Regions from separate parts of the Mus musculus genome. Here all the other regions are linked to region 5. A link is a contact called in public HiChIP or PLAC-seq and promoter capture Hi-C data. All regions are on one chromosome and are shown on one strand. Each heading gives the region's core, a stretch centred on a gene start, on an enhancer-like site or on the middle of the called end of the contact. The rest is flanking DNA. Distances are from core to core; before and after follow the strand shown. Region 1 overlaps Cltc (clathrin, heavy polypeptide (Hc)). Region 2 has its middle 10 kb from the start of Mir21a. Region 3 overlaps Vmp1 (vacuole membrane protein 1). Region 4 overlaps Rps6kb1 (ribosomal protein S6 kinase, polypeptide 1). Region 5 holds the start of Ypel2 (yippee like 2). Region 6 overlaps Cltc (clathrin, heavy polypeptide (Hc)). Region 7 holds the start of Rnft1 (ring finger protein, transmembrane 1).

Evidence for each region. Promoter capture Hi-C pulls out the DNA fragments that hold promoters and counts their contacts. HiChIP or PLAC-seq counts read pairs in DNA pulled down with a chosen protein or histone mark.
Region 1: a contact with region 5 is called in an H3K4me3 HiChIP or PLAC-seq map of bone marrow-derived macrophages, with 4 times the contacts expected there. The contact joins the enhancer-like site here to the promoter of Ypel2 in region 5. A contact is called at or near these places in 12 of 39 promoter capture datasets (3T3-L1-derived adipocytes, the C10 cell line, the HPC-7 cell line and 9 more), 1 of 15 datasets of contacts at CTCF or cohesin (large pre-B cells), 10 of 484 Hi-C or Micro-C datasets (the G1E-ER4 cell line, the HPC-5 cell line, LSK cells and 7 more), 11 of 115 datasets of contacts at active chromatin or transcription factors (the 230-238 cell line, the SCID.adh cell line, bone marrow-derived macrophages and 7 more) and 4 of 9 other capture datasets (adipose tissue, liver, macrophages and 1 more).
Region 2: a contact with region 5 is called in an H3K27ac HiChIP or PLAC-seq map of extraembryonic endoderm stem cells. The contact joins the enhancer-like site here to the promoter of Ypel2 in region 5. A contact is called at or near these places in 14 of 39 promoter capture datasets (3T3-L1-derived adipocytes, the C10 cell line, the HPC-7 cell line and 8 more), 1 of 15 datasets of contacts at CTCF or cohesin (large pre-B cells), 46 of 484 Hi-C or Micro-C datasets (B cells, CD4 T cells, the CH12 cell line and 29 more), 23 of 115 datasets of contacts at active chromatin or transcription factors (DN3 thymocytes, the HPC-7 cell line, the NIH/3T3 cell line and 15 more) and 2 of 9 other capture datasets (embryonic stem cells and macrophages).
Region 3: a contact with region 5 is called in a promoter capture Hi-C map of the HPC-7 cell line, with 9 times the contacts expected there. The contact joins the enhancer-like site here to the promoter of Ypel2 in region 5. A contact is called at or near these places in 13 of 39 promoter capture datasets (the 3T3-L1 cell line, 3T3-L1-derived adipocytes, the C10 cell line and 9 more), 1 of 15 datasets of contacts at CTCF or cohesin (large pre-B cells), 31 of 484 Hi-C or Micro-C datasets (the 3T3-L1 cell line, B cells, the C2C12 cell line and 20 more), 9 of 115 datasets of contacts at active chromatin or transcription factors (bone marrow-derived dendritic cells, bone marrow-derived macrophages, embryonic stem cells and 6 more) and 2 of 9 other capture datasets (embryonic stem cells and pancreatic islet).
Region 4: a promoter capture Hi-C map of embryonic stem cells shows a contact between it and region 5, with 2.2 times the contacts expected there. The contact joins the enhancer-like site here to the promoter of Ypel2 in region 5. A contact is called at or near these places in 13 of 39 promoter capture datasets (the 3T3-L1 cell line, 3T3-L1-derived adipocytes, the C10 cell line and 9 more), 1 of 15 datasets of contacts at CTCF or cohesin (the NIH/3T3 cell line), 1 of 484 Hi-C or Micro-C datasets (embryonic stem cells) and 2 of 115 datasets of contacts at active chromatin or transcription factors (bone marrow-derived macrophages and large pre-B cells).
Region 6: an H3K27ac HiChIP or PLAC-seq map of microglia shows a contact between it and region 5, with 4 times the contacts expected there. The contact joins the enhancer-like site here to the promoter of Ypel2 in region 5. A contact is called at or near these places in 12 of 39 promoter capture datasets (3T3-L1-derived adipocytes, the C10 cell line, the HPC-7 cell line and 8 more), 3 of 15 datasets of contacts at CTCF or cohesin (CD8 T cells, large pre-B cells and pro-B cells), 15 of 484 Hi-C or Micro-C datasets (CD8 T cells, the G1E-ER4 cell line, LSK cells and 10 more), 12 of 115 datasets of contacts at active chromatin or transcription factors (CD8 T cells, bone marrow-derived macrophages, embryonic basal ganglia and 8 more) and 3 of 9 other capture datasets (adipose tissue, liver and pancreatic islet).
Region 7: a contact with region 5 is called in a FOXA1 HiChIP or PLAC-seq map of pancreatic cancer cells. The contact joins the promoter of Rnft1 here to the promoter of Ypel2 in region 5. A contact is called at or near these places in 9 of 39 promoter capture datasets (the 3T3-L1 cell line, cranial neural crest, frontonasal cranial neural crest and 6 more), 1 of 15 datasets of contacts at CTCF or cohesin (the NIH/3T3 cell line), 4 of 484 Hi-C or Micro-C datasets (B cells, CD4 T cells, muscle stem cells and 1 more), 5 of 115 datasets of contacts at active chromatin or transcription factors (astrocytes, bone marrow-derived macrophages, embryonic stem cells and 2 more) and 1 of 9 other capture datasets (adipose tissue).

What each region holds. Positions count from the first base shown.
Region 1 is chr11:86,714,142-86,717,175 of GRCm38.p6, forward strand. All of the region lies in intron 14 of Cltc (clathrin, heavy polypeptide (Hc)), which reads right to left. Among named protein-coding and RNA genes, the nearest start is that of Ptrh2, 32 kb to the left of the region's middle. Within about 2 kb of position 1,685, at least 10 of the 459 cell types and tissues checked have an H3K27ac peak or open chromatin away from gene starts, as enhancers often do. A contact at or near this core is called in bone marrow-derived macrophages and trophoblast stem cells, where this site is marked.
Region 2 is chr11:86,572,738-86,575,437 of GRCm38.p6, forward strand. No RefSeq gene overlaps it. Among named protein-coding and RNA genes, the nearest start is that of Mir21a, 10 kb to the right of the region's middle. Within about 2 kb of position 1,329, at least 53 of the 459 cell types and tissues checked have an H3K27ac peak or open chromatin away from gene starts, as enhancers often do. A contact at or near this core is called in DN3 thymocytes, the SCID.adh cell line, T-cell acute lymphoblastic leukemia and 9 more, where this site is marked.
Region 3 is chr11:86,651,360-86,654,102 of GRCm38.p6, forward strand. All of the region lies in intron 5 of Vmp1 (vacuole membrane protein 1), which reads right to left. Among named protein-coding and RNA genes, the nearest start is that of Vmp1, 31 kb to the right of the region's middle. Within about 2 kb of position 1,297, at least 136 of the 459 cell types and tissues checked have an H3K27ac peak or open chromatin away from gene starts, as enhancers often do. A contact at or near this core is called in 3T3-L1-derived adipocytes, the C2C12 cell line, the G1E-ER4 cell line and 11 more, where this site is marked.
Region 4 is chr11:86,499,829-86,502,602 of GRCm38.p6, forward strand. Rps6kb1 (ribosomal protein S6 kinase, polypeptide 1) reads right to left here. Exons shown (of 15, transcript NM_001114334.2): 15 at 1-2,774. Among named protein-coding and RNA genes, the nearest start is that of Rnft1, 17 kb to the left of the region's middle. Within about 2 kb of position 1,348, at least 11 of the 459 cell types and tissues checked have an H3K27ac peak or open chromatin away from gene starts, as enhancers often do. A contact at or near this core is called in embryonic stem cells, stem cell-derived epiblast-like cells and trophoblast stem cells, where this site is marked.
Region 5 is chr11:86,992,255-86,995,148 of GRCm38.p6, forward strand. Ypel2 (yippee like 2) reads right to left here and starts at 1,508. Exons shown (of 5, transcript NM_001005341.3): 1 at 1,338-1,508. It overlaps Gm51915 (a long non-coding RNA gene), which reads left to right. Exons shown (of 3, transcript XR_003949754.1): 3 at 89-2,083.
Region 6 is chr11:86,733,309-86,736,300 of GRCm38.p6, forward strand. Cltc (clathrin, heavy polypeptide (Hc)) reads right to left here. Exons shown (of 32, transcript NM_001003908.2): 3 at 268-536. Among named protein-coding and RNA genes, the nearest start is that of Cltc, 23 kb to the right of the region's middle. Within about 2 kb of position 1,548, at least 18 of the 459 cell types and tissues checked have an H3K27ac peak or open chromatin away from gene starts, as enhancers often do. A contact at or near this core is called in bone marrow-derived macrophages, kidney and microglia, where this site is marked.
Region 7 is chr11:86,483,216-86,485,915 of GRCm38.p6, forward strand. It overlaps Rnft1 (ring finger protein, transmembrane 1), which reads left to right and starts at 1,442. Exons shown (of 9, transcript NM_029788.5): 1 at 1,442-1,584.

The sequences.
Region 1 (3,034 bases), core at 435-2,934, 280 kb before region 5:
TGACTAGAACTATGGCGTTTTCCTGTTTATCTAAACCTTCACAACAGTTTGTGCATAAAACTAATGCTCTAAATATTTTATTTTTGATTCTGTGTATGGTGATGTACACATGAATACAGCCCGCAAGGGCCTGAAGCATTAGGTGCACCTGGAATTGCAGGTACTTTGTGAACAAGCCAACACACAGGGGCTGGGAAATGAATTCAAGTCCTCTGGAGAGCAAGTGATGCTAACTGGTGAGCATCTCTCCAGCCCATGCGATCTATACATTTTAAACCGTTTACTAAGCTATTAACCATTATTGTTAGCAACCGTTCTAAGACAAAAATTAGACTTGGGTAAATACATGTACAAGTTTTCTACAACACAAATTTAACAACTACAGTAAGCACTCCTGTGTATCACGGAAAGTGCCTCCAAGTGGGAAGAGGCGAGGTTTCCCTCACAGCAGCAAGCATTACAGCAGAAGTGAAGCAAGGCCATCAAGATGGAACTGGTACAGATATCAGCCTGTTTGTTTGCAAATGCATGTGGAGGGCAGAGGACTGACTTCAGCTGTCATTCCTCAGGAGCACTGTGCCCCTTACTGAAGACAGTCTTTTCACTGGCTTGGAGCACACCAAGGGACCCACCTTGGCCAGGGTTACAAGCATGAGTTAACACATGTACTATTCTTTCCTGGGATCTGGACTCTAACCAAGGCTTGCAAGGCAAGCACTTTACTGACTGAGCTACTTCACTTACCCTAGTAGTTTCTATTTTAGGCTGAGTAACTTGAGAAAAACCTCTCCTAACATTTGACCAGAAACCTGAAGGTCAAGAAGCAAGCCATGAAGGTCTTAGAGAAAAAACAAAAAAACAAAAAACATAAACAGTCTAGGGCCGACACAAAGCCCCAACAGCCAAGGGCCAGCAACAGTGAGTCATCCAGGGACACTGAGGCAAAGCATGGCATAAAGAAAAGGGAGCAGGGTGGAGACACACTTGCGTGTTAATCAAATAATGCTAACAACATTGTTTGGAATTCTTTGTAGTACTTTAACTTTTCTGTAGGTCATAAGAGAATCTTAGGCTAGTACAGCGCTACTGAATAACATTCTCATCCCTCACAGGGCAGTTGGTGTTTGTTTGATGTTTGTTTTTCTCCAGACATTATCTCAGTATGTTGCTCATGCTAGCTTTGGACTCATGATCTTCCTGCCTTGGGTTTCTGAGGGCTGGGATTACAGGTAAGGAAGGAGCCCTAACTTTGATCCACACAGGCTGTTGTTTTTGTATTGGGTCATATTGCACTGTATTATATTGTTCTATTTATTCATTAAAATTAATTTTTTGAGACAGGCCATATATACACCAGGTTGGCCTCAAACTCCAGGTCCCTCTGACTCAGTCTGTCAAATGTGGGTGTTGGGATTCTTTATGTATTCCCATATTTAACTTAAATGTTACTCAAGTTGTAATAGTTAAGTTTACTTCTGCTTTGACATAAAAGATAACTCAAACATTATCTCCTAAGGCTAAAGAAATTTAAAGAAAAGAGTTCAATTACAAAAGAGAAATTCAACTAAGAAGCTAGCAGTGTTAAAAAAAAAAACAAAAACAAAAAGCCTCATAAGCCTCAATGATTCACCAGAGGAAGCGAGCTCTGTCCTGTGAAATGGAGTGGGTGCACAGCAGCACGACCAACCACTCCTTGCATTTGGCAAGTTTCTTGGGAACCCTAGAAAGTTTGACATTATCATGCTGGCTAGGCTGCCCAGAAAAGTTATGTGGCTAAGATATGACTTATAAAGTTATAATCACTGGGGGAAAGTTTATCTTTCATTTGAAAATATAAGATAATCTTGGGGGCTGGTGAGATGGCTCAGTGGGTAAGAGCACCCAACTGTTCTTCCGAAGGTCCAGAGTTCAAATCCCAGCAACCACATGGTGGCTCACAACCATCCGTAACAAGATCTGACTCCCTCTTCTGGAGTGTCTGAAGACAGCTACAGTGTACTTACAGATAATAAATAAATAAATCTTTAAAAAAAAAAAAAAAAAAAGAAAATATAAGATAATCTCATCATTTTGACTATTTTGTTACATAAAATCCCTGTGGGTTTGGCTATCAGACCCCAGTTAAATTCAAAAGAATAAATATCAGATGATACAGCTGTAAACTACCTCCAAGTGATAATAGGTAGAGGCAAGACATGCAAATTCCATGTAATAATGGTTTTGTGCTCAATCTACAATTCTCCCAAAAAACAAAAGTTAAAAAATGTCATGTGTGACAGTGGACAAGTGGTACTCTCTGAGTTTAAGAATTTTTCTCATCTTTCATTGATAGATAGCTACAAATTTTTACTTTTCCCCATAAAATAACTGGTATGAGAATAATGTTAACAAGCAAAGTTAAACAAATTAAAAACCCTTACTATTCTCTAGCTTAGCATTCTTTAGGACATTATTCTTCACTCCAGCCAGAGGCAGCCTTTATTCTCTCCAACTGAATTCATGTGTCACAAAGTCAATTTATCTTGATCCCACTTGGTTTATAAATTATACATTAACACTTCATTTCTGGATTCAGACAGATGTGATGCTAGAAGTAAATCTAGATGTTTCCTTAACCTACAATAAAGGATCTTGAAAATGATGCCAAAGATAAACTGAAAAATACAAGCATCTAAGGCAGAGGCTGGAAGATGGCTCAGTAGGTAAAGACGTTTATATGGAGACTAACATTCTGAGTTCTAGACGCAGTAACTACATGATGCAAAGATAGAACTGACTCCCAAGAGTTGACCTCTGACCTCCATGCAATGGCCTGGGCACAGAAACATCATCACAAACATCAACACAAAATGAAAACATAAATAAATGTTAAAAAAAATTGAAGAGTAAAATATAAGAAACCTAAGCCAAGAATGATGCCTTCTGGAAGATGCTGGTTTTACCACATACCAAGGCCAGCCTAGACACTGCAAAGTGAGACTATCTCAAAAAAAATAGGAAAGATGATTCAAAGAGTAAGGGCACTTGTGCCAAA
Region 2 (2,700 bases), core at 79-2,578, 420 kb before region 5:
AGAGGGGGCGGGAGAGCTGGAGCAATGGCTCAGTGGTTAGAGCACAGGCTGCTCCTCCAGAGGTCCTGAATTTAATTCTCAGCAACCACACGGTGGCTCACAACCATCTGTAATGAGATCTGATGTCCTCTTCTGGTATGCAGGTATACATGCAGATAGAGCACTCATACATAAATAAATCTTAAAATAAAACAGAAACTAAGAAATTACTTTAAAATATTTTAAAGATTCAAATGATGTATCTGCTTGGCATGTATGCTGCTTTGTCATAGTTTCTCCCCTGTCAATGAAGTCATTGTAACCGATGTTTCTATGGCTTCTTGTTCTACTTGATTTTAAGTATTGAAGGGGTACAAAAAAAAATGAAAGATTCTGTACCCATGTCATCCAAAAACATGACCATCGCCCACACGCGCTTAGTGCTATGAATGTAGAGTATACATCAGACCTCCAAGACAATATGGTAATGATATTATAGCTCAGTGGTCAAGCGCTTGGCTAGTGTCTGTAAGGCCCAGGACTTGATCCCCAGTGCTACAAGGCAAAAAGACTACATGAATACAATGTAGTTCTAGCTGTCCTGGAACTCACTCTGTAGACCAGGCTGGCCTTAAATTCAGAGATCCACCTGCTTCTGCCTCCCAAGTGCTGAAATTAAAGGTGTGCACCACCACTGCCAGGCTGATATATTAATATAGTAAATAATTATAATTGTATAGATAGTAGGCTGGTAATATTAACTTTGTCTGCTTCTTAAAAATTTAAAATTAGACATATGCTTTTGAATTGGATTTTAAATGAGAGATGTGGGAAACAGTTGATCTAAAGCAAAGTCCTGGGAACTGTTACGTGTGAACAAACCTTTGTTACTAGGTGAGAAGGTATGGGGACAAGATAGAAAGAAACACGGGCTGGGCCCCAACTCTCACCACAGCACCTGGGAGGCAGAGGCAAGCCAGCCACATCTACAGAAAAGCTCCAGGATAGTCAACCCACAGAAAAACCCTGTCTCAAAACAAAAACAAAAAAACCAAAAAACCATGACATAAGACAATATATGGGACAATATATGGAATTTCCTCTTTGGAAGAAAGAGGCCATTACTTCAGCTGGACTTCTGAGATCTGTGTGAAAGAGCAGGATGTGAGCTGTACTCAACTAACGCCCACCGCACACCTGTGAGGAAAGACAGTGTGCTGAGAGGGTATTACAGAAATGATTGTAAGCCGGCCCCTGCCAGGAAGAGGTTCATCGCTTGGTACACTCTGTGCTGCCAAGCCTGTGCCTGGCCCACAAGACACTCCACACTTACTAAACAAGATGGACTTAGGTCTCTAGCATCCGAAGGCATGTACAGCTCTCAGATGACTGGGACACAGTGAAACCTGGTCCTCGGGATTGTGCAGCAAGTGCCCCAACTGCTGAGTTCTCTCCAGCCTCACAAGGAGAATTAGAAATCACTTTTGGTTGGTGGTGCATGTCAGTGATCCAGCACTTGGGAAGCGAAGGCAGGAGGATCAGAGAAGTTCAAGACCAGCCTCAGCTAAATAGCAAGTTCAGGTCCAGCCTGGGCTACATGAAGCCCTATGTTAAATAAACAACAACAAAAAAAAAAAAACAAAACTCTATGGCTGGAAATGTGGCTAAAATAGTGGAGCACGTGCCTAGCATGCTTGAAACCCTAGGATCAACAGCCAGCACTGCATAAAGTGAGCACAGTAGTATATATCTGCACTCCTAGCACTCTGGAGGGCAAGGCAGGAGAGTCAGAAGTTCAGGGTCATCTTGGCTACATAGAGAATTCCAGGCCAGGCTGGGACACGAGATCATATCTCAAAACCAAACAGACCAGTGATGTATTTCAGCAGGTAAGGTCACTGCTGCCAAGCCTCACCATCCGAGTTCAGTCCTCTCAACCTTCAGGGTAGAAGGAAAGAAATGAGCTCTGTAAATTGTCCTTTGACCTGAGTTAGTAATACAATCTAAAAACTGGAGGGCTGGAGAGATAGGTCAGCAGTTGAGAGCACTGGCCCTTCCAAAGGGTGTCCACTTTCCATTCTTAAGCATTTACATAGCAGTGCACTGCCATCTGTAACTCTAGTCCCAGGGCGTCTAAGACTCTGGCCTCTGTGGGCTCAGACAGCATGTTGGCAAAACACCCATATGTATTTTTAAAAATTAAAAAAAAAATTCAAACAAAATGTAATGATGTTTCTGGAGCCTAGAATGTCATGCATAGGAAACAAGCATTCGCCATCGAGCAACACTCCCAGCTCTATCAGAGCACTGAGCCCTGGGTTCATGAGCCCATTACTATTATAACACCTCTTACTCTCTTACACACACATACAAACAGAAACCCCCCAAGGCCTCAAACTCTAGAAAAATATACTAAGGGGCACTCAGGAACTGAGGATAAGTTCCAGGTGAAACTCACTTAGCATGTGCCGGGTCCTGGGTTTGCTTCTCAGCCTCCCCTCACCCCCCACGCAAGTGTGTACATGTGACGGCTAGAGGTCAATACTAGCTACTAGACACAATCTAATTTTTTAAAAATTATACTTGTTTACTTATGTGGCTATTTGTGTGTGGAAGTTGGTTGGTTCTTTCCTTCCACCATGTAGGTCCCGGGGATTGAGCCCAGAGCTTCAGGCTTGTACAGTAAATGCCTTTTCCCACTGAACCCTCCTCCCTTCCCTA
Region 3 (2,743 bases), core at 47-2,546, 340 kb before region 5:
TGTGGGCACTGGTCCTTTGGAAGAGCAGCCACTCCTTTTAACCACTGAGCCATCTTCTCCAGCCCCCCAGACCTGTTCTTTAGATTCTCTTTGTCAAGTCACAAGCTAGCACTTCCCTGCTCTTCTCTATAGAAAGCAGCATGGTTTGTCTAAACCCAAAGGCCTGGGCATTAGTTAATGTGAGTGGCAGGTCTTTAAATCTGTTAGACTTAAACAAAGTATAATTAGAATTCTGCCTTATCTTCCTAATGTAACAAAGTGTTTAAAAATAAAACAATGGCTGTGGCACCTAGGGCAAGAATATATTATTATATGTTAAAAGTACACATCTGCTGGCCAAAACAAAAGTAAACTCTAACATTAATTAGCCCATGAACCTTCTGGAAGCAAGTGAATTCTACCAGATTAGTATTCTTAATATAAAGAAATACTTGGGGCTGGAGAGATGGCTCAGTAGTTAAGAGCACTGACTGCTCTTCCAGAGGTTCTGAGTTCAAATCCCAGCAACCACATGGTGGCTCACAACCATCTATAATGAAATCAGATGCCCTCTTCTGGTGTGTCTGAAGGCAGCTACAGTGTACTCACATATAATAAATTAATAAATCTAAAAAAAAAAAAAAGAAGAAGAAATACTTTGTTTCTCCTTTAAAATCAGTAAAATTGGTTTTAAAGATTTACAAATAACTGTGTATCACTTTCAGTACAGTATGATGTTTTAGTATACATTATACACTATACAATGTAAACTATATACATCAATAAGCTAACAATTTTTAGGTGACCCATCACCTCAAATGTTTATCAGTAAGCCTGAGAGGGCAGGCCTGGTAGCACACCCTTTACTCTCAACATTCAGCTGGCCAAGGCGGGGAATCACTCACTGTGAGTTTGAGATCAACCTGGTCAAGCTGCTATAGTGAGCTCCAGGCCAGCCAATGCCAAAGAGTGAGACCCCCACAAAACAAAGAAAACACTAACAAACCCTAACTGACCTTCCTCTTTCTTTTCTGAGGTTGGGCTTGAAGCCGGGCCGTTGAGCATGCTAGGGAAGTGCTCTGCCACTGACCTCCATCTTCTAAGCAAATTTTGATCATGAGTTGACCTAAGTATTCCGAACAAATGGACTACATATTTAGGTAGAGAGCTATGCAAGTTGTTTAACATAGTCTTTGAAGCTTTCTTTTAAGCACACAATTATAAATAGTGACTTAAGGGCAGGAAGCTATCCAGTCTGTATAAACCCCTATGTCCTGGAGACCTTGGTTTCTGCTTTTGATGTGGTGACGCTCATGAGTTAATAGATGAGTCACTCCTTGGGGAGAGAGAGGGAGAGGAGCTACCATTCCCTCCCTCATCAACCAAAGGCCAACAGGCATTTTTTTTTTTCCTAAAAAGAGGCTGCTAATCTTCCAGGATGAGCTCTGACTCAAAGTGATCATGCCACAGTCACCGTGCCTACAGAAGTCAGTATCAGTGACACCACAACCCAATTTGGGGTAATTTCTTCCTTCTTTGTACTCAAAGATTCACAGATGAGCACTGACGCAATCATCAGAGTTAGAAAAAGTAGCGAAGAGGAAGCTGGCAGGTTAGCTCTGAGACAATCACCACCATCATGGCATTAACAGCACAGTTACGGAAACTATTTCTCCGCTTCACTTTACCACATCTCAGTGATAGTTCCCAAATATTTACTTCCAGCAATAAGGAATCAAGAGCCAAAAGGGCCCAGAAATATCTGTACCTAAGGAAACACAGCTTAGAGCAGCACAGACAACTATCAGGCACTACCCACAGCAATGTTTAAACACGAGAAGACAATCAACATGCCAGATTTTAAAAAGGTACAATTTCTGCTCCACTTTAAAATAAAATAATCCAAACTTAAGAGTAAAACAGGCATCTGGGCAGCAAATATTATACATATTTGTTGTGTTTAACTTATAACAAAGGTAAGGTATTTTGTTGAAACGATCATATTAAGAAAATGTCTCTTAAGGAGGAATTTTCAAAGGACAACACAATTTGGTTACAATTTCTAATAAAGCTTGGTCAATTTTATACTATAATCCAATAGTTCCAAATCCTACCTTCACATTGCTTTTAGAAGGGAGAATGCTAATGCTCCAGGCATTTTTCTACTTTGATCCCAAGTGTGAAAAAAGAAATCCTAGTGAATTAGGCTAAAAATAACATTTGTCTGTAAGGGTAGGTATCCCAAAGGCCCAGTGTAGAAACTGAGCTTTGAAAAATCTCTCTGCAGGAAAATGCTCCCCCTAGTGTCAAAAACTGTCTATACACCACACAATGGAAGCCTGCCAATGCAATTATAGCTTTTGCTGCTGTTGTGATCGGGGCTCATGAAACCCAGGTTAATCAACTTTAGAACTTATGTAGGTGAGGGTAGCCTTCAACTCCGTATTTTACCTTTAACGTGCTGAGATTATAGGTGTGGGTCACCACACTCAGCTTTCTTATTTAGATGTAAGACTTTAAACCTTAATTTTGCTCACTCCTCCCCCATACTCTGAGAATGGGTTTCTCTGAGTAGCCCTGGCTGTTCTGGAACTCACTCTCTAGACCAGGCCGGCTTCAAACTCAGAGATTCACCTACTTCTGCCTCTAGAGTGCTGGGATTAAAGGCATGTGCTACCATCACCCAGCAGGCATTTTCTCTTTTTTATTTTATTTTTGAGATTCACTAAGCAGCCAAGGCTGGTGAGAATAGCTAAGGGTGGAC
Region 4 (2,774 bases), core at 98-2,597, 490 kb before region 5:
TTTAGTTATTCTGTAACACTACAAACCTTATAAAACAAATTTAGTAAATTTCAGTTCAGTGAGTACATATTAATTAAAAAACAGAATGTAGAAAATAAAAAAATATCCTGTAATAGCTGATTTTAAAGAAAATAATCAAGTAATGAAAGAAAAAGCACTTAATCTTTTTTTTTATTCACTTACCTGGTACAAGCATGAACACCTCTCTTAGAAACTCAGAGTAGTATTGATATACACTTTAAATTATGCTTCAGTTTTTACAAATAAATACAGAGTAGGCCATATTGCATAGGCATGTGCTTTCTGTCTGTGACACTCATGTGACACCTGACATGTTTTCACAGTCATAGTAGGGATATCCATTTATGAAAGTTTCTCAATAAACTTGCCACAGCATCAATTTCACTTAATGTTGTGATAGAAAAGCTATATATTTGTGTAGATGGAAGTCGACAGAAGGTGTACAATTAATGCGTTCTACACAAAAACGTTGCGATATTTGCCACTATTGCTGGCAGTAATTCTATGAACAGTTTATTAACAGTTTATGGGGTGGTCACAGTGCACATATTACTAGCAACTAGGGCTAAGGAGGAATCATTTAGTGTAAAAGTTTTATTGGAATTTGGCCAGGCAGTCAACGCTATAGTTAGTAAACACATTTAGAAACAGATATCAGAGTAGCACAAGCCATTTGCAGTCTGAAATGATTCCTATAATGCATTGCCATAGGTTTTTTGAGGGGTTCTATTTTTTAAGATACCACAAACTCTCAAAGAATGAAGAACATTCTTAATCATTACTGCAGCTCCTAATTTACTGCTACAATTATGAAGTTCTCAAAATGCTGCTACAGTCAAGAGAATCAGGAATGACCATTTAAATGATAAAAAAAGAAATTCTCTGTCCAGATGGACGTTTGCTGCCACAATTGAAGGGCAGTATTTCCAGTCATCTGCCATGGCTCTGGTTTTTTTTTTTTGTTTTTTTTTTTTAAGATTTTTATGTATGTGGATGTTTTGTCTGCACATGTGCATGTAAGAGAACATTTGATCCAACGAGACTACAGTTTATAGATGTAAGCTATCATGTGGGTGCTGGGATTGAACTCAGGACCTCTGGAAAAGTAGCCAGAGTTCTTAACTGCTGAGTCATCTCTCCAGCCTCTCAAGGTTCTATTTTTGCTCACTGTTAACATTTCTTCCCATCTCACTTCAATTACAATTTGAATAAGCAAGGTCTGGGTCAATCCTGACTGTGACATGCATAAAGAATTTTATGGCTTGGATCCTTTGAGGAACACAGCAAGAGCATCTGCATAAAGAAACCCAAGGGCTGCAACTATTACCAAGACAAAAAAGACCAACAGAGTGGCGTGACAGGACTCACTGTGTGACCATCTACCTAGACCAGTATGCACTGCAGTATATTTTATAAAGCTCTGCAGATATTAAACCCTTTCACCAGCTAGTCATGGAAATGCTCCTTAAGGCAGGAAGTATTTAAGAAAGGTAAAGTTACCTTTATTTTTATTCTTTGTACCTGTAAATCACTTATGTTGACTTTGTTACAATTTCAAAAACAGTGTCTTGTTAACATGTTTCCTAAATTAAGCCACTAGGTTTTCTTATTCGTTATGGAAGACATTCATCAAAAGGCCATCAAATATTTTTATAAGTGAAAAATGTAGCCCCAGTGCAGGAGGGGAAAAAAACACCATTTTTTTCTTTTTTAGATTCTCAAAAAAGAAAATTGTTAAGGAAGGTAAACAGCATAACAGTACAAAGTAAACCTAGAACCACACCAATGTGCTGTAAAGAGTCGAGAGAGACGCCCGTGGCAACACCCTCTCCCCTGCAGGTCTATCTCCCCCGCTTACTGCCCTCTTTATGCACTTTAGCCTGATTCTCTTCTGTCCCTCCTCGACCAAGGCTTGACTCAAATACTGGTATAAGAACAGGTGGTGATACTGTTTCCAGTGTAGTGCAGGCCCAGGACAAGGATGCAATGTAGATCATACAACTTCTGCCTGTCCCAAGGCTTGCAGTTACGCCAAACACACAGCAGTACTGCAAGTAAAAATGATTAAACAGACTTTTCCCCCCTAGTATTACAGACAAGTATTGCAGCTAGGTTACTAAAACAAAAAGATTAAAAAAACACCCCAGGTCCACCCCAGGCCCTCAGACAAGCCACAGCTGTGGTTAACAATGATCATTTGCATTTTATTTCATCAAGAGAAGACAGAAGCTGGCTTTCTTCACACCAACCAATAACTTCGCATTTTAAAGTTTGGGATGTTTTTCATAATGAGCTGAATCAAAAATCTATTTGAAAAATATATATTTATATAAAAAAAAGATTCAGGTTGTTTGCACGTAAAACATCAATCGATAAAGTTTCTTTTGTCTTTGATTCTGTGTTGCTGGAAAAAGTTTGACAAAGCTTGCATGCTAATTTGTCCTTAGTTGCAAGTATTACAGGCAATCTCAAACTTTGCCTATTAGGATAACCCTTATTTGACATCATCAGATTTCAACGGTGATTCCGAAGCAACATCCTACCCTTAATACTGTCAGTTTGCAGCCATCAGCATGAGAACCCTTGCGAACGCCGAGATGTTGCTAGGATAGGAACCAGTCAGCTGATGTGTCTGTGGATTCCACAATACTATTTTGCTTGAGTTTTTTGTGGGTTTATTTTTTTTTTTGCACCATTTTTGATTGATTTTTTAAAATCCATGTTTATTTTTTCCTCCATCGAAAGCATTCCAG
Region 5 (2,894 bases), core at 258-2,757:
GAGCAGTCATAGTTAAGTATGAACCAGTCACAATGAGATATGTGTATGAAAATGTTCTAATAAAGCCATTATTTTTGACAAATTACAGAATTTACAAAATGATGTAAAGAGAGTGAAACTTCCTCAAAGATAAGAATATCAAATGCTAAGAAAGCTGATGGACTGAACTCAGGTAAAACCTACAGCAGTGTGTGCCAAAAGGAAAAGCAACCCAATCTTACTGACCAGATCCTGTAAACCCCCAAACCAGGCAGACTACTGCAGAGCCTCAAGCATGAGGTTTACTGTAATTCCTTTGTGCCTCTAATGTTCTGTAAATGGGGTTCAGAAAAGTAATCCCTAGGCTTGTTGTTCAGTGCTCTGGACAGGGAGCCCATCTTGCGAGAACGAAGACAAGCATGAGGAACAAAAGACTAATAGGACTCCAACTCAGTGGCTCAAAGACCCTCCAACGTGGCAACAACAAATCAACAAGGAAGCCAAAAAGCAGGGCTCCGGCGCATTTGCCATTTCCAGCAGCCGGGCCGTGGAAGGCTAGGCAAACCGGAGGATGCTCGCTCAGCTTTTTAAAAACTGTGGGTAAAAGTGAAGTCAGAGGTGGCAGGCAGTTCTTTGCACGAGGGGTCCAAAGCAACAGTGCTTCCCCCTAAGTGCCAGCCAGGAGACGGGTGTAAGGTTCCACTGTTTCGGAAAAAAAAAAAAATCACCCGAAGGGAGTCAGCAACCAGGCAGGTAAACTTGAAGCAGGAAGAGAGGCAGGAGCCAGCTGCGGGAGGGACTCTCCGCAGAGGCCCCCGCAGCGAGTCTGGCAACAGAGTTCGTGCCCACCCCTTGGCAAGGCCGCAGGGGAGGCGCCGGGAAGCGTCCAGGCAGGAACTCGCTGTGGTTCCCTTGGCTTGGGGCTGCCGAAGCGCTCCGGGGACTTTAGAGGGCGACGTGCCCCAGACCCAACTATCTCAATGGAGACATCGACCATACAGCCGGGTGCCGCCGGGTGCCATCCGTGGGGGGTGGGTCACGCCGAACAAGGGAGGCGTTGGCGCTCAGGTCTCTGGGTCCCCATATTTGCCAGGCGGCTCGTCGCCACCCGCCGAGTCCCGAACCCGGAGCGCGCGCCAGTGTTTGTAAACAAACCGGTCACGTGGCTGCAGCAACCCGTTCCCCGCCCCTAGCACCCCGGGAACCTTCGGGGAGCCCCCTCGGGACCGCGACAGCACCGCCCCAGCCGAGCCCGGCTGCACGCAGCCCAGGAGCCCGACCGTCCCCAGGGCGCACAGCCCGAACTGGAGCGGAATGCGCCCCACGCCCACGCGAGCCCAGCTCGAGATCCCTCATACCTGGCGGTAGGCTGCCCGGTCCGGCCAGCGCCGGGCTCTCCGGAGTGCTTGGCGATGAAGGACTGCACGGCTGACTCTAGCGCTCCCTGCGCGCTCTTAAAGCCACAGTCTCCGCCACCGCCGCCGCCACTGCCGCTCCGCATCCCTCCGAATCCGGGCTGGGGGCTTGCCGGGTGACAGACGCGCCCCCGCGCCTATCCCATCGGCTCAGCACATAGCAACACGCCACTGGTTGGCCCTGCACGGCCGCAGCCCATCCGCCAGGAGCCAATCACTGGAGGACGGAACTCCGCCCCTGCTTTCCCTGCCTCCCGCCCCCAACCCCCACCCGCCCCTCGGCCCTGGCGGGGCGCGCGTGCGAGGAGTGTGGCAAGGTCTGGGTCCCGCCAGTCCTGGCAGCTGGCGGGCAGGGCTGGGAGAAGAGGTGATTAGAGTGGGGGAGCTCTCTGAGATAGGAGCCTGTTTGTCTGGCTTTACTGGGATTCCCAGGACCCGGGGTTATGTTGGGAAGTGGGATTTACAGTGCTTTTGTTTTGAGAACCTAGATAGTAATTCCTCGCTCCACTTTTTAAGCCACTCCTGACCCAGAGCCTAAGTTACTAAAAGTGACCCGCAGAGTTCAAGGCAGGTGTATTTAGTAAGATAGTACCAGTCTCGTCATGCCCACCCATGCCCTGCTCAGAAGCGGAGATTCTCTATTTCCTCTGCCCTGCTCGAAATTTCCTAATTAAAACTAGGAAAGGGTTGTCTGGTGTGTTCGAGTCCCTGGGTTGGATCCCCAGTACTGAGAGTGGAAGAGCATAGAGAAAGACTATAGAGAAACTGGGATCCCTATTGCTAATGGTTAGTGAGGTCTATTAGCAACAGAAAATACAATAAGAGTAGTCAAGGTGACCAAAAGGGAGGAACTGGCATTCTGGGTCAGTGGGGTGGTGCTTTTCAAGGAAGAGAGGGTTAAAAAATAAACTCATGACAGTCGGGAAGTCCAGGGAGGCACCAGGTGGGTGGAGTGGGGCAGAGTCTTCCTACCGGAAAACAGGTCAATTTGATAAAAGAATTTCTGCGGGGGGGGGGGCGGGGGAGACACGGCAGACCCACCCTTTTTTCTAAGACACTGGGATTCTGAATGGTGTTGGGGCAAAATACATGTTTTCATTGCTATTTTAGAAGAGAAAAAAACACAAGGTAATTGGACAAGGTGGTTCTCTGCTTTATAGCCCAATTATAACCCAAGGCTTGGGAAGTGTTAGAAGTTTAAGGTCATTCTTGGTTAGATCGGTCCAAGCTAGCCAGGTTACTGAAAAAGAGAAAAAAAAAAAGTTCATGCGGGGTTGGGGTGCTGAAGGAGGCCCAGGAACCTTTGGTCTCCTATCTGGCAGCAGTTTACACACAAACCCAGGCTGGTATTTGGGTAGATCCCCGGGTGACTCAAAAACGTCACCTGTCACTCCACCCAGCTGTTTTTAATACATATGCAATCAACTAAATTGTCTTCAGTGAATGTACATCGCATGGTTAGGGATGAAAAAAAGTCCCAACGTTAGTAAGAACAAAACC
Region 6 (2,992 bases), core at 298-2,797, 260 kb before region 5:
ATGAGATCTGATGCCTTCTTCTGGAGTGTCTGAAGACAGCTACAGTGTACTTACATATAATAAATAAATCTTTTAAAAAAACACAAAAACTGGTAAGAGTACTCAAGTTTCACGTCAGGTTAAAGGTATAAGCCAACAATCACTAAAAACGAAAACCTTTCAAAATAAATCAAATTCAGTAACATTGGGTTTAAAGACCTAACTGAAGTGATATTGAACAAAACAGGGCTTTAGGCCACTTCTTCATCACAAACTAACGAGAATTACCTGTGCAGATATGCCAGTGAGAAGCAACCATTTCTGCTTTGCATCTGTACGGTAATTGATGATCTGGCATCCTGCGAGGCTAGAATGACGATCAAACATTTTCACTGGCTGAGACTCTCCTTCCATACTCCAGTGATAAACTGCATTATCCGTAACAAGAGCAACCGTATTCAAAGAGATCCATTTCCAGAAGGTGACATCATCAGTCATGGTATGGGCCTTCATTTTACTTTTCATTTCAATGTTAAATATCTGAAGAGTTTTGCCAGCTGAATAAAGAATTAAAGAATAATGAAAAAGAAGCAAAGTTTAAAATTAATACCTAGCTAACTATCCCTACGTTCCAAGTAATGTGGTTTTATCCTGGGACTAATAACTATATGAGTCACATTGCTAGAACTACAGCTGAGACCAAGCAAACCAATGTACACCTGCACCCTTAGGCAAAACTCTTTATTACCTCTAATGAACACAACGGCAATACTATAAACATGTGACTTCTACAGGATTCTACATCCAAAGTGAAAATAAGACTAAGGAAAAGCTTTCTTACTGATAAAAAACAGAGCTGTAACTTTCATTGCATACTTAGCTCACACATAAACTAAAGTAGCTGTATATACAAAAGACAAAGCCAATCTAATAGAAACACAAGGAGGAAATGTCCACTTTTTAAAATGCAGTCATCTCTCACCCAACTCGATTTTGTGGAAACTGCGTTTTGAAAAGAAGTTGTATGTCAACTTTGCTGGTCACCATAGTGCATGCTACATTTAACTGGTCTAAGATACAAAGGGAAAACAGAAGTGCTGGAGAAAGAAGAGGAAGACAGGGGGAGGGTGGTTTCCAATGCTGTTAATATACTGGAGTGAGAACAAAGTCCAAGCTTCATCCAGTTAAGACAGTAAGCGTTTAGTAAAAGTAGGGGAAATTCGCATTTAATGTTAAAAGTCCAGAGTCAGATGCAAGGGCTTATACTTGTCGTTTGAAATTTGTCACAGTCGGAAAGGTGATTTCACTGAAATCAACAGCAGTCAAAGCCCAGAGCCATGCCTAGGCTCTGAAGGATAATCCTCAGAAACTGAGGGTAACTCTGTTCCTGAGCCACGGAGAATCTGGCTCCTAAAGGACAAAAGCTGTCAGAGTGGGAGGGTGACAAGGGAGGTGGGAAACAGACAAAGCCTAAGAGCTTTGTACGGCAACCCATCGTACTAAACAACAAAGCCTTCTTCTATAAGACAGTGTATGACTCCCATCCCACACGGCTTATAAACCACAACCAGACTGGAGAAATTGTGAAAGTTATAGTCCTGTTTATAAAAAGAAGGCATGAAGTTTAAACTGGCTTCAGAGGGAAGCAGAATATTTAAAGAATTTGCTTTTCTTTACTGTATCCATCAACCTCTAAATAACTAGACTTTTATTCTGTTTTACATGAAGGGGGCTAGACTATGTGTAAGCGTCTGGGGAAGGAACAAGGGATAATAGCTATGAAGTAGACAGATAGACACAAAGTATAACACACTATTTTGCAAAGCTATAAATTTTTTAAATCATTCTTTTTATAGAACAGGACAATGACTAACACAATCTAATTTAAGGTAACTCACCATCTGCACACATAAGAAAGCATTAAGAAATGTGATAAGATAACAGTAACATTAAAAATAGAAAAGAACTTGGCAAAATTCAACTGATGGCCTTTAAAAAGAGAAGTGTGATGTATGCAAAGCACTCGAATTCAAATTATTTAAGGAGGTCGACAGACATTTTAATACTTTAAAACGTAATATACTTTTAGGTAAAAGCAAAATGTATACTATCCCAAAATATCTGGTCATAGGTAAAAGGTGAAATATCCTTTCTGAAGATGAGATCAATTCTGCCTGACATAAATTCTGATGTTATGTTGACTAGGTTATTCTTAGCTCCCAACCTGCCAGTAAGATACTCCAAAATGTTCCAAAACCTGTACCACGAAACTAGAAAGTTCAGGCTTCTAATCTTTGACTTTCAGGTTAGTTAGTGATGCTCACGAACAAAATCTATGCAGAGATTCCAAATCTAAGTCTGTGAACTGTGCAGCAGGGAAGGAAAGGCATTTGCTGACAAGCCAGCCCCACATGATGGGAGGTGAACGGACTTCCCTGAGTTTCCTTCACATGTATGTCCCCCCACATAGATAGACAAAATAACAAACAGAATGTTCTAAAAAGAATTCTAAAAATCTCCTCAAAGCAAAAAAAACTCTCAATACTTCTAGACCCAAACTATTCAATTAAGAATTATTCAAGATGTATTTTTAAAGATTAAATGGGCTGAGCATGGTGGTGTATGTCTCTGATCCCAGCACTAGGGAGGCAGAGGCAGGTGATCTTTGTGAATTTGAAGCTAACCTGCTCTAATAGCAAGATCAGGACAGCGGGGGCAACAAAACGAGTGACCCTGTGTCACCAAAACAAAACTATACACCAAAATCAGGCCCCCAGTTTGAATGACGTGAAGAAAAGACAGGTTGAAAAGCTCAGTGCCTCTAATTCATCCACACTTTATAAATTACCAGGAAACTGAATTCTCTTTCTTATTATCAAGAAAAACAAAGGCTGAGATATAGCCCAGTACCAACCCTCTGCCCACTTGCCTAGCATGTGTGCAGCATTGGATCCAATCCCTAATTAAAGCACAAAGGAAAAGGAGGCAGTTTTAAATGCTACTTCAAAGGTCT
Region 7 (2,700 bases), core at 192-2,691, 510 kb before region 5:
TACTTACATATAATAAATAAATAAATCTTTAAAAAAAAAAAAAAAGAGTTTTACTCTGTATCATAGATTGGCCTGGAACTCACAGCATCTTTCTGTCTTAGTCTTCAAAATTCTAGGATTACAATCATGAGCCACTAATGCTTATCATACGTTCATTTTAGTTTAAAATAAAACTACTCACATAGGATCTCTGCTGTGCACAAAATTTGCAGTCTCAGTTGGCTCCCTGGAACCCAAATAAAGGTAGGAGAGAAAATTTCCCAAAAGTGTCCTCTGTCGTACCAGTTCAGGCACTACCTGTCACCATCACGCACAGGCACAAATAGGCCTGTTCTACTTGGGACCAAGTCTTAAAAAAAGAGAGTGCTAATGTGCTGGTCACAGAGAGAAGCAGATCCAAAAGAGCATTGGGATTTTTTAAAGTGCTTTTTGACTTGAGAGAAATTTAAGAATAGTCTCAAGATGAATGAAGGGCTGAGGCTAAAACCAGTAGATTCAGTTATACTACTATGAAAGGAAGACAAAATTTCATGGCTAAGGAGATTTTGACAAGGTATTTGAAAGGTTTAAGTCAGGTAGAAAGACAAAATTACTGGACACGTAACTCAGAAGTGTCTCTGCAAAAAGCCAAGTGTGTGCAAAACGCCAGACTTTTGCCTAGTCACGTCAGCCTCCGATGAAATACTTAATTTCAAGAATCATAGGAATCCTGTTATACATATGATGTCCTAGATTTTCCAGAACTGTGTTTTTTTTTTTTTTCCTTGTAGTATCTTTTTTCCCCTTTAGTAGCCTTTATTTTAGAAGTCGAGTTCCCTGCTCGCCAACACGGGGTTTTCTAAATCTACTTCCAGGGCCTCACAAACTTCCTGGCGCGTCTGATATCCAGTTCTGGCACCCGGTTCTGGCACGAACTAGGGCACACTGTTCAACTTCAGGCTTGGAACCCGAATCCAGGTCACACAACCTCTCTGCCCAGGCAGCCCAGCGGGTCTGGCGTAGCTAGCAACACGCAGCCGGAAGCCAGATCGCGGCTCCCGGTACGCAGCCCGCTGCCGAGCAGGTTCCTGGACCTACCCATTTTCAACCTCAAGTACTGAAGGACTCCGAAGCGTGTGACTGATCACTAATACACGCAAGACGTGACAGCCACGCAGACTTAATTAGCACACACGTCCGCCACTACGCCACTCGTATAACATCACCAACAGGGCCACAGGGCGACAGGGCGGGTCTACGATGTTCAGGGCGGGGCCTAGATGCGCCCTCCTCCTCCTCCTCCCAGTGAAGGCGGGGCTAGGGACTCGGGACAGGGCCTAAAGGTTCCCTTCTCTGCTGGGAAGGGCGGGGCCGGGATGAGCGCGGGGCGGGGCCTAGAGGCTCCTTCTTCCACTGGGCGAGGGCGTGGCCCGGCGAAGGCGGGCCGCGCGTGACGACGTCTAGGGAGCGCGCGCGCCGCCGCGGGGCCAGGCCGAGCGCTGCTGGTGGCGTCCGAGGCTGAAGGCTTGGCGAGAAGGGCTTGCGGCCGCGTGTCGGGCTGTTGGTATTGTGGCTGCCGAGGCCGCCCGCTCCTGGTCATGAGAGGTCAGGCCTGGGGAAGGGGGTGAGGCGGAGGGTTTCCGGGGAGAAGAGCCGAAGCTCGGACGTGGGTGGAGAACTCTGTCCTCGCGGATTCCGGAAGAGTTGGCGTTGACTTTTCTTTCTCCCTTTCCCCTTTTCTTGTTTATGTATGAAGGAGGGCAGGTTTTGTGTTTCTTTTTTAATAGCAGAGACACAAACTGTCCTGTCCCAAGTCGCTCTTCAGAGAGTGAGGCGATAGAGCCGCTGTGGCTTCCGAGCCTCTTCGAAACGTCACACAGTAACTGCACGGTTTCAGCCAGCCAGCCTCCGCCGCAGCTAGCTCCATCGCGGGGGAAACGGGAGAGGCCCGGCGGTGGGCTCTGCGTTTCGTCGGGCGACAGCACGATTCTGGCACCCTGGTCCGAGATCCACACTGGATCACGTAGGGATCTTGCCCTGCCCACAGCCTCTCTTCTGACACCCCTAACCAAGCCGATGGTGGCATTTTTATTCGGGAGGCTAACTCCTTATTTAGACTAAAGCATCACTTAGCAATTACGTGATGACTCCCCCTAAGGGTCCTCTTTCAAAGGCATTTGACTAACATTCTTTTGGAAGGAGAAGCAATATTCTCGGTGGCACCATTAATTACTGAAAACCTTATTAGCTTTGTGGAAGCTGTTTCAGCATAAAATGAAGTGTTTATTATCTTTGTTGATGCTTAATTAAGGCACTGATTTTTTTCCTTCTAAACATTAATGAATCTGTAAAAAAAAATCTATTGTATTTATTTAGTGTGTGTGTCAGAGGACTTGTGGGAGTCAGTTCATTGCTTCCACCATATGAGTTTAGGGGATTTAACTCAAATTAAAGGTCTTGACTTACCCAGCCATCTCACCCACCCTTAGCAAACTTCCTGATGTGGACTCTGCCTCAGAGTACATGAGCCAACTTATTCAGCATTAGTGCTGCTATTCACTGTGGTATCTGCTGGGCACCCCTTTGACTCTTTGCTGATGTCTTTTGGCACATTTGAAAAATCAAGACATCTGCAGTGCTTTGTACTTTAAGTAGCCCCTGGTTCAAAACTCTTGGTTTGCCAAGTTGGACTTCGAGGTTGGAGTGGGGCAGGGCAGCAGA